Linked DNA regions of Cyprinus carpio: region 2 is linked to region 1. A link is a contact called in public Hi-C data. All regions are on one chromosome and are shown on one strand. Each heading gives the region's core, a stretch centred on a gene start, on an enhancer-like site or on the middle of the called end of the contact. The rest is flanking DNA. Distances are from core to core; before and after follow the strand shown.

The links. Hi-C and Micro-C count contacts between places; a contact is called where the count stands out from the background.
Region 2: a contact with region 1 is called in a Hi-C map of liver, with 7 times the contacts expected there. The contact joins the enhancer-like site here to the promoter of LOC109065388 in region 1. A contact is called at or near these places in 2 of 8 Hi-C or Micro-C datasets (both in liver).

Annotation. Positions count from the first base shown.
Region 1 is chrA23:1,201,945-1,205,976 of ASM1834038v1, reverse strand. It overlaps LOC109065388 (transcription factor MafB), which reads right to left and starts at 2,704. Exons shown (of 1, transcript XM_042712555.1): 1 at 1-2,704. The coding sequence starts at 2,118. The coding sequence ends at 928.
Region 2 is chrA23:1,269,891-1,274,387 of ASM1834038v1, reverse strand. No RefSeq gene overlaps it. Among protein-coding and RNA genes, the nearest start is that of trnae-uuc, 45 kb to the right of the region's middle. Within about 2 kb of position 1,772, at least 1 of the 8 cell types and tissues checked has an H3K27ac peak or open chromatin away from gene starts, as enhancers often do. A contact at or near this core is called in liver, where this site is marked.

The DNA.
Region 1 (4,032 bases), core at 1,455-3,954:
GCTTTAAATGCAACTCAAAAATGCCCGTTACTGAAAATCCATTGCCAAAACATGAAACAAATCATAAAAGATGGAAAACAATCAGCTCTTCGACGTCGGTTTGTAGGTTTGCTGTTGCATATATTTACAAGTCCAAATGAACCCATACAATGAGCGACCGGAGAGCCAGTCTCATATCCCCCAAAAAAGAGCTAGAGATCAAAAACATGCTCTTTATGATACATAATGAATAGAAAGAAAGAAAGAAAGAAAGAAAGAAAGAAAGAAAGAAAGAAAGAAAGAAAGAAAGAAAGTGTATAAAATAGAAATTATTACCATACATGTCCAGCATGCAGGATTAATATCTTAATGCAGATTTATGTGTTTGTTTTTGTCGTTTTTTCCTTTTATTTTTAATATATATATATATCTATATATAACCAAGCAGGCAATAAACCAATGAGATGTTGCATAAAGTTCCCCCTGTCGCGTTATACAGGAGGAGTAGGGGAGGTTTGCATATCGTGGTGCTCTCAACTTTTCTGGCCAAGTGAAAAAAAAAGAAAAAGAAAAAAAAAGTCCAAAGTTTCTCTCCCCGCTCAGCACTTTTTTTCTCTCTTTTTTTCTTTTTCCTGAACAACCAAGAACAAACCAGACGATGGAAAGAAGGTTTTATCTGAAGTTATCCTACGTACAAAAGCCAGTTCTTCGCTTTCCTTTTGTTGTGAGATCTCTACGAAAGGGGTAAAAGTACTACAAGCAACTAAACTACATTTCCCAGAAAACATTCTAACATGTTCTTCGCATTTTAGTTGCCAAAGTCGGTGGCGATGATTACATATGAGATTATTATTTCTTGTGGAGTATTCTTCTAATATGAGTACTGTATCTGCTGTTATCTGAATGAGCGCAATGTCTCTCAGGCATAGGAAACACACACTCACACACTCACATGAAGAACTCTGGAGAGGACGGGTTGTCGCTCGTGGATCCTGCCTCGCGGAACCCGTTCGCTCCGCTCAGTTTCTCGCACTTGAGTTTGTAGGCGTCTCTCTCTCGGGCCAGCCGGTTGATCTCTTGCTTGAGCTGCTCTACCTGGTTGACGAGATGCGTCTTCTCGTTCTCCAGCACGTGCTTCTGCTGCACGCGCTTGTAGCGGCACGACTGCGCGTAGCCCCGATTCTTCAGGGTTCGGCGTTTCTGCTTCAGGCGGATCACCTCGTCCTTGGTGAAGCCCCGCAGGTGTCGGTTGAGCTCCCGTACGGACATGGACACCAGCTGGTCGTCGGAGAAGCGGTCCTCCACGCTCAGGCCTCCACCCACGCCGTGGTGACCCTGCTGGCCGGGGTGGGCGTGCGGGTGGTGATGGTGGTGGTGACGGTGGTGGAGCTGCTGGTGGGACCCGGGCGAGGTAGGAGAAGGGCTGTCGAGGTCCTGACTGTGGTGGTGGTGGTGATGGTGGTGGAGGTCGTGGGCGCCGGGGTGACTTTGCAGGTCGTCGGGGTGATGCGGTATCGCGCCGTATTGGTGGTGGTGCTGCTGCTGCTGCTGCTGTTGCTGCGCGTGGCCGTGGTGGTGATGCGCGCCCCTGTATCCCTCAAAGCCTCCTGCTTGCAACTGCTGCTGCACATGAGGGGGCGGAGGGTGCCCGTGGGCCGTGGCACCGATCAGAGCCTCCACCGCGTCTTCGGGCGTCAGGCTTAGCGTCTGCGGATCGATCTGCTGCGGGTACGCGCCGCTGGGCATCCAGTACAGCTCCTCGAGATGGTTCTTCTGCTCCGTGGGGCTGAAGCTCGGGGAGGACGGCACGGAGCTGCACGGGGTGCTGATTGGAGTCGAGGACACGGAGCCCTGCGGCTGGAGACGATTGCACTGCCGTATACTGGAGCGATCGTGCGCCGCCAAGGCCTCTTTCTTCACCTCGAATTTCATCAAATCAAAGTCATTGACATATTCCAACGCCAGCGGGCTGGTGGGCAGCTCTGGCCCCATGGCGAGATCGCCGCTCATTGTGTCCCTGTTCTTTAGCAAAGTATTTACCAGCGTCGCAAAACTCGACTTTTGCTTTTCTTGCCCCTCTTTGCGCATGCAATTTTCTGGATGGGTCTCCGAACGCGACGCGCTCGAGCGCTGGAGCATGCAGGGTCACTCGAAATGTTCAAACAGGAGAAAGCGAGACAAAGAAAGAAAAAAAAGAAAAAACTTTCTGGACTAATGCACTGCAAAAGACATTTGCCTCATATGGACGCAGGGAGCTCGGCAGCTGCAGTCTTTGGACAGTTCTGGAGAAAGTCAAGTCTCTCGCGCTCGTCCCGTCGAACTCAAAACATAAATAAAAGACAAAAATGAGTACCGGACAAGGGCTCCCGTCCCAATCCCGGATACTCCAAAATATGTCCTTAAGTAAGCAGCGTTGAGGTGGATGGGTGCTGTGTTTTTCCAGCTCTGCACCGCAGAGAGTTCAGCTCGCGCTCACTCCTGAGTATTCAGACTGTAGCAGGACGCCACAGCCCTCTGTACTGTTATAGTCTACGCGCGCGTGACGTCAGAGGAGGCTGGCGACCAGTCAGATCTGGAGAATTAGCATAATGATCGTTGTTGGTGTGTTGTCAGCTGACGGGATGAGGAAAGGGAGAGTAATGACTGATTGGATTCGCGCACCTACCGAGAGGCCGTTTGTTCTGTACTACATACAAAGTACAACATACTGTAACTGGGCATATTTTCAAAACGTCACATTCTTGTGAAAAGTCCATTTATGCTCTTGCATCCAGATATGCTATTTATATTTGAATTTTAAACAACATATAGATTCCAAATTAATTTCACTGGACATTTAAAATGAAAACAAACTATCGAGATGGTTTGTGAAAGTGTTTTATTAAAAAAAGAAAGAAAAAGGTATTAGTCTGTAACATGCGACAGCAGGTTGTTACATCCGCCAGCATTTGCATAATACTTCTTCACAAATGTCGTTAAATCACAATAATAGTTCAGCTTTTATCCACTGTGTCAAAATTACTCAACTAAACTCAACTAAACAAGCACGGTTTCACGTGATTTTAAATAAAAATTTTCTAAAAGTTTTATTTTTAACTTCTTATTTTTCTTATTTTTTACTTAGCATAGGCTATATATATATATATATATATATATATATATATATATATAATATATATATATATATATATATATATATAGGCTATATATATATATATATATATATATATATGAGGACGCCCGGGACCCACCAGGTGTATGTTTTATTGCGATATGTATTAACTCCTGAATCTTCAACAAGACAAGCTGAAGTGAAAGGCTGGTGATGCTGCGCGTGACGCTAGATTCGTGAAAACTCACCCGACGCTGCCCTCATGTGGCGCATCTGATCCCTGCCGCGCTCTCGTCTCGTGCTCCCGCTATACGACTATAGGATGTGAGAAAATTAGTGATTTTATCTGTGAATAAATTGTAAGGATTAATGAAAATAAACAAATATTTTGCATATCTGTGATCTTAAAAGCTTCTGTCTTCGAGTACAAGACTTACTGTGCGTCACCGAGTCTTTTGACTAAATCTTTCATTACAGGCATAGTTACATCGCTGTTTAAGACTATTGGTTATTTTTGTTAGGCACAAGTCATATACTGTACACAAACACATTAAGTATTTATTAAAACTGCTTAAATATAGGCTATTTCAGCAAGTAGTATAACGTCAATAACCTTAGTAAAGACATATTGATTTTATTCCTATTTCATAGACTTATTCCATATTACATGGCATTTGCTCCTTTCCTTATTTTCCCCTATTTTTATTTGACTCTTGACGCAAAATGCATTTTACGATTTGCCTTTTAATATTATGTCGTGCTGTCTTTGATAGGCTATTATTAGAATGAACTTTAAGAAACAGTCGCAGAAATTATCCTAAATACGACCGATGCAATCAGTCCGAGCGGTTTATTTAACAAAATAAAAAGTGCACAAAAAAGCCCCAATATGTTTACTTTATTTAAGCGTCACTTGCCAATACTTACGTATCCCTTCATAT
Region 2 (4,497 bases), core at 523-3,022, 69 kb before region 1:
GCCTAAGAAACATTCTGACATGGTTTTGGTGCTTTAAAAGTAGGTACAGAGGCTGAAAATACAGTGTATAGTAGTCCTGCCGTTTTAAAGACAGTATTGACTTTGTAAATGAACACAAAAATACAATGCATTAAATAACTGTTTATAATTCGAACTGTTCATACATAAAAGGATGTTATATTTAGACTTTTGTTTAAAGATAATTAAAGTGAAACTGTTTTATAGTCACATCTGGAGTCGTCTACTATCAGTGTGTGATTTTCTTGCAAGTCTAGGTTGAAAAGTGCAGTTTTTTCAGTCGTTTTCACATACAAAGACATCTGTCAATGTTTAAAACACATTCCACCCAAATGTGTGATAAAGTCAGTCATTTCCAGGGTTTGTTTGTAAGTATGAAAAAAAAGCATCTCACAGCGACTAGAAAATCTCAGTGTCTCTTCAGCTGTTATGAAATCACAGTTTTTCCAGAGGTTCTGCTGTGTTTCCTGTTAAACGCATCTCCAGCAGAGGGAGTTTAGGTTGAAGCGTTCATGTCCAGACCAGAGTGCGTGTGTGTGTGCATGCACATGTGTGTTTATTTAGAGGTTAGCCTAGTTTCACCAATCACACTCCCGGTTCATGGCAGCATGACTGAGTTAACTTCAGTTTAAGGAATATAGTATTGCATAAATATATACAAACTCACTCTCAGAACACAGTAATGAAGATAATGACACACAGACACACACACACACAAATTAACTGCCTGCTTAGTCACATTTTCATCAGGCAAGACAGAAAATGTTTGGGCAAATACATACATAACCTCTCTAAATTGCTTTCACTTTACCACTGCTGGTAAAGACACTAAATAGGAACCACAAAAAAAACTTGGCACTACTCAGCACCTTACAAAAACATTTATGAAAATTACCCAAGTAACCACAGATACAGTTTTGGTTGCTACTAAAATCATAATATGTGACCAATAATAGATCTGTTTAATTAGTTGAATTTCTGTTCATGATGACAGTGGGGGCTAATAGCAAGTTAGCTTTATTGTAGCAACATAAACTGTTGTAATTATGATGTTTTATCAGAAACTATTGTTAACATGGTAAATTGGTATTGTTAACATGACAGTTGTATAGCATGTGCACTTGTGGTGTGCTTCAAAAACTTGCAGAACTGTACTTGCAGATAATTTAATGTTAATTAAATAAAAGGCCACTTAAGTGTACTTAAAAAGAGACACTGTTGATGATGTTTCATGGAACACTTAAGTATTTTGTAATCCTGTCGAATTAAACGTTTTACTTTTACTTTAAAGTGTATTCCTTTTGTAATAAGCAATAGTATACTGTAGTGTACTTCTTTTTCAAAAGGGTTTGTCTTGTTTTTGGTTGATTCTGCTTTTGCAAGATGTAATTTTTACTTTGCAATATTAAGTAAGATTATCTTGTTAGCTGTGTAATTGTTTGTGACTGTGACTAGCAGATATGGTGAGCAGAAGGTGTTGAAGGGGTTAAGCGTGTGTCTGTGCAGAAAGCGAGGGAGTCGACATCCTGGCAAGCGCCAGTTTACACAGATGGAGCCGCTCTCTGAATAAACCACAAAAAATTCCTTTCCCTGCCCAAGTTAGCACTTCTCCAAGAGAGGACATGATCCTTGTCTCCTCGTTCCCTTTCGCTCCGTCTACACAAAACACAAGTGGCAGGCCCAGTCAGACGAGCCTCAGAGGTGCCCCGTATATATCAGCCCCATGAGCGCCTGGAAAAGAGCAAACAGACCAGAGACATGGAACAACAAGAACAACACTGTCTCTCTTCAATTCTGAACGTATGAAAATGTAAAAGTGTGAATGAGGGAGTTTTGCTCTGTGCTGGTGTTGTTGTGTGTACTTTCTACAGGCCATCCAGCGGGCTTGTCAACAGACACAATCCAGACACTGGACTTTGCTTCTTTGGTTCCAAGAGAAATCCATAGAAGAAACAATGAAAATCTGCTGGTCAAGTAGATGCCTACAATGAAATAGGTCTTCATTATAGTTAAAGGTTGAACTATATCCTCTAACTTTTGGTTTATTCATGAGTTGGAAGGGTGTATCACTCACAGCAAGCTGTAAAGTCTCTTTCATATGACTCATGTCAAGGCTTCAGTGCATCTTTCCACACGTTTTGACCTTCATGTGAAGAGTGCTGTGGAGAGTGTCATGGAAGAGCAGCTTTACGAGATGGCTAGGTAGCAGAAAACAGGGAAGTGTACACAGTAAACAGAGAAAGTAGTGAATGCAAATGAAAGACGTAACATGCGTTTGAACTTAAAGAGGTCATGAACTGAGAAATTTCAATTCCCGTGATCTTTTGACATGTAAGAGGTCAATGTATTATAAACACTTCCTGCAAGTTACAAAACTCAAAACTTTCTCGTTAGTCTAAAAACACCCAGTCTGTCAACAGAACAGGTTGTGGAATCTGCCACTTTCTGACATAATAGAGCGGGTAAACCCTGCCTCCACAGAAGAAGATCAACGCCTGCTTCTACATCACTGTCCATTTAGCTCCGCCCACCGATTCACGCATGTAGTGTAAATAACGAGAGAAGCAAACGCATGTCTACACTAAAACCACACAATAAAGATGCCCTGAAGACGTGAAGATGCTGTTCAGTGCCAAACTTTGGAAAAACAGTCTTTGCATTGTCTTCCTTCTGATCCCAGCATTAGGAAAGAGTGGATGAACTTTATTTTGAATGAAGATACAGATTTCGTCAGTAAGAACTTGGTCCTTTGATCACTTAATTTTAACATGGATTCATTTAAAAACAAGGCACAATTTGATGCCTGATTTTCAGAAAGAACGAAACTAAAAGACAATGCTGTGCAACTATATTAGTTCTGACAGTAAGTGTGAGCAACTGGTTTTTTTTTTTATGTGCTCACTATTGCTTTTTCTGTTATTACAGATCATCTGATATGTATACATGTGTTTTTAACCTAAATCACAGCAGCGTCCATCTGTGAAGTCTGTAGGCTGTCAAACATACACAACCATCATGCCCATTCAAACAGGACAGAAAATAGCCTTTTACTTCTAAATTATAATGTATTTTGATTGATAACATTATAAGTGGAACTCAGGGAACAGTAAAAAATAATAAAAAAGGCAGTTCATGACCCCTTTAAAACAGGAAAAGGTCCTGCTCTGATCAAGGCAACAACTCTTGTATACAGATACATCATGTGAACAGGCCACAAGTCATTAGTTGGGCTTCACAAGGTTACAGTCAGAGTGAAAATGGTTTGAAATCTGAGCATCAAACGTTTGCCCAATATTCAATACTCCACCAGGGGTGGTGCTGTTCTTGAATTCAGTATATTGGGGAAATCTAAAAATCTAAATTCTGTGGACAAAAACTGCAGCCAATCAGAACATTTTTAATATTAGACAGCTGTGTGGATTTTCAACCAATGAGAGTTCACTGTGGGTGGAGCTACCTGCTATGTGACATAATGGGTTTATCGAGATGGAATCAGAAGCCCAGTTACTAACAAAATGCATTTTTACACATGCATTTTCTGCATTTACTGGCAAAACATATGACTCTGCACCTAGTTAGACATGTTGATGACTTGAGTTGATCTTCTCTTAGGTGCTATATATGTACAGTTTCCAGTTGGCTCTCTTTGGAAAATGGTTGTTGTTCTCCTGGTTGTCCCACTGAAAGAGACAGGGTCGGCGCTCACCCTGTATATTGAATCCAGATTCTTGAGACCTGATCTGAGCAGTGTTAGACTACTGTGTGCTGCTGTAAAATAAAGAGGTGCCACAGGCCTGTAAAAACAGCAGGAAGCAGGAGAAGGTAAGGTTGAGTGTATGTGACAGAGAGAGAGAGAGAGAGAGAGAGAGAGAGAGAGAAAGAGAGAGAACTTCTGTGTTGGACTACTAATGAACAAGTGTCACCATTAGAGAATCAGGAGGAGGTCTATAGATGGAGAGGAATGGGGGATCGGGGGTGTTGGAAGCAGTTAGGGATGAGAGGGAGGGGAAAGGGGTAAAAGAAAGTTGTTCAGAGTGGCTTATTTTTCTATGTTCAGGGGAGTGGCGTGTGCTGGACTTCTGAAGTGAGGAGCCCACTCTCAGCGTTTGGCTTCAGGCCAGTGTAAATTCATGTTCCATTTGATATTGGATGTTTTCCTTCCTGTTAACTTACAAGAAGCAACCAATACTATAACAACAATATATATAAGAAATATAAAGAGTTATACATAAAGAGTGTTATATATAACACTCTTTATGTATAACGCTTTATATTTCTTATGTTTATCAAGACCACATTCACTTGTTGAAAAATAAAACAAAATTGTGAAACATTATTAGATTTCATAATAACTGTTTTCTATTGTAATATATTGTAAAGTGTAATTGATTGCTAGGATCAAAGCTGTATTTTCAGCATCATTACTCCAGTCTTCAGTGTCACATGATCTTCAGAAATCATTCTAATATGATGATTTAC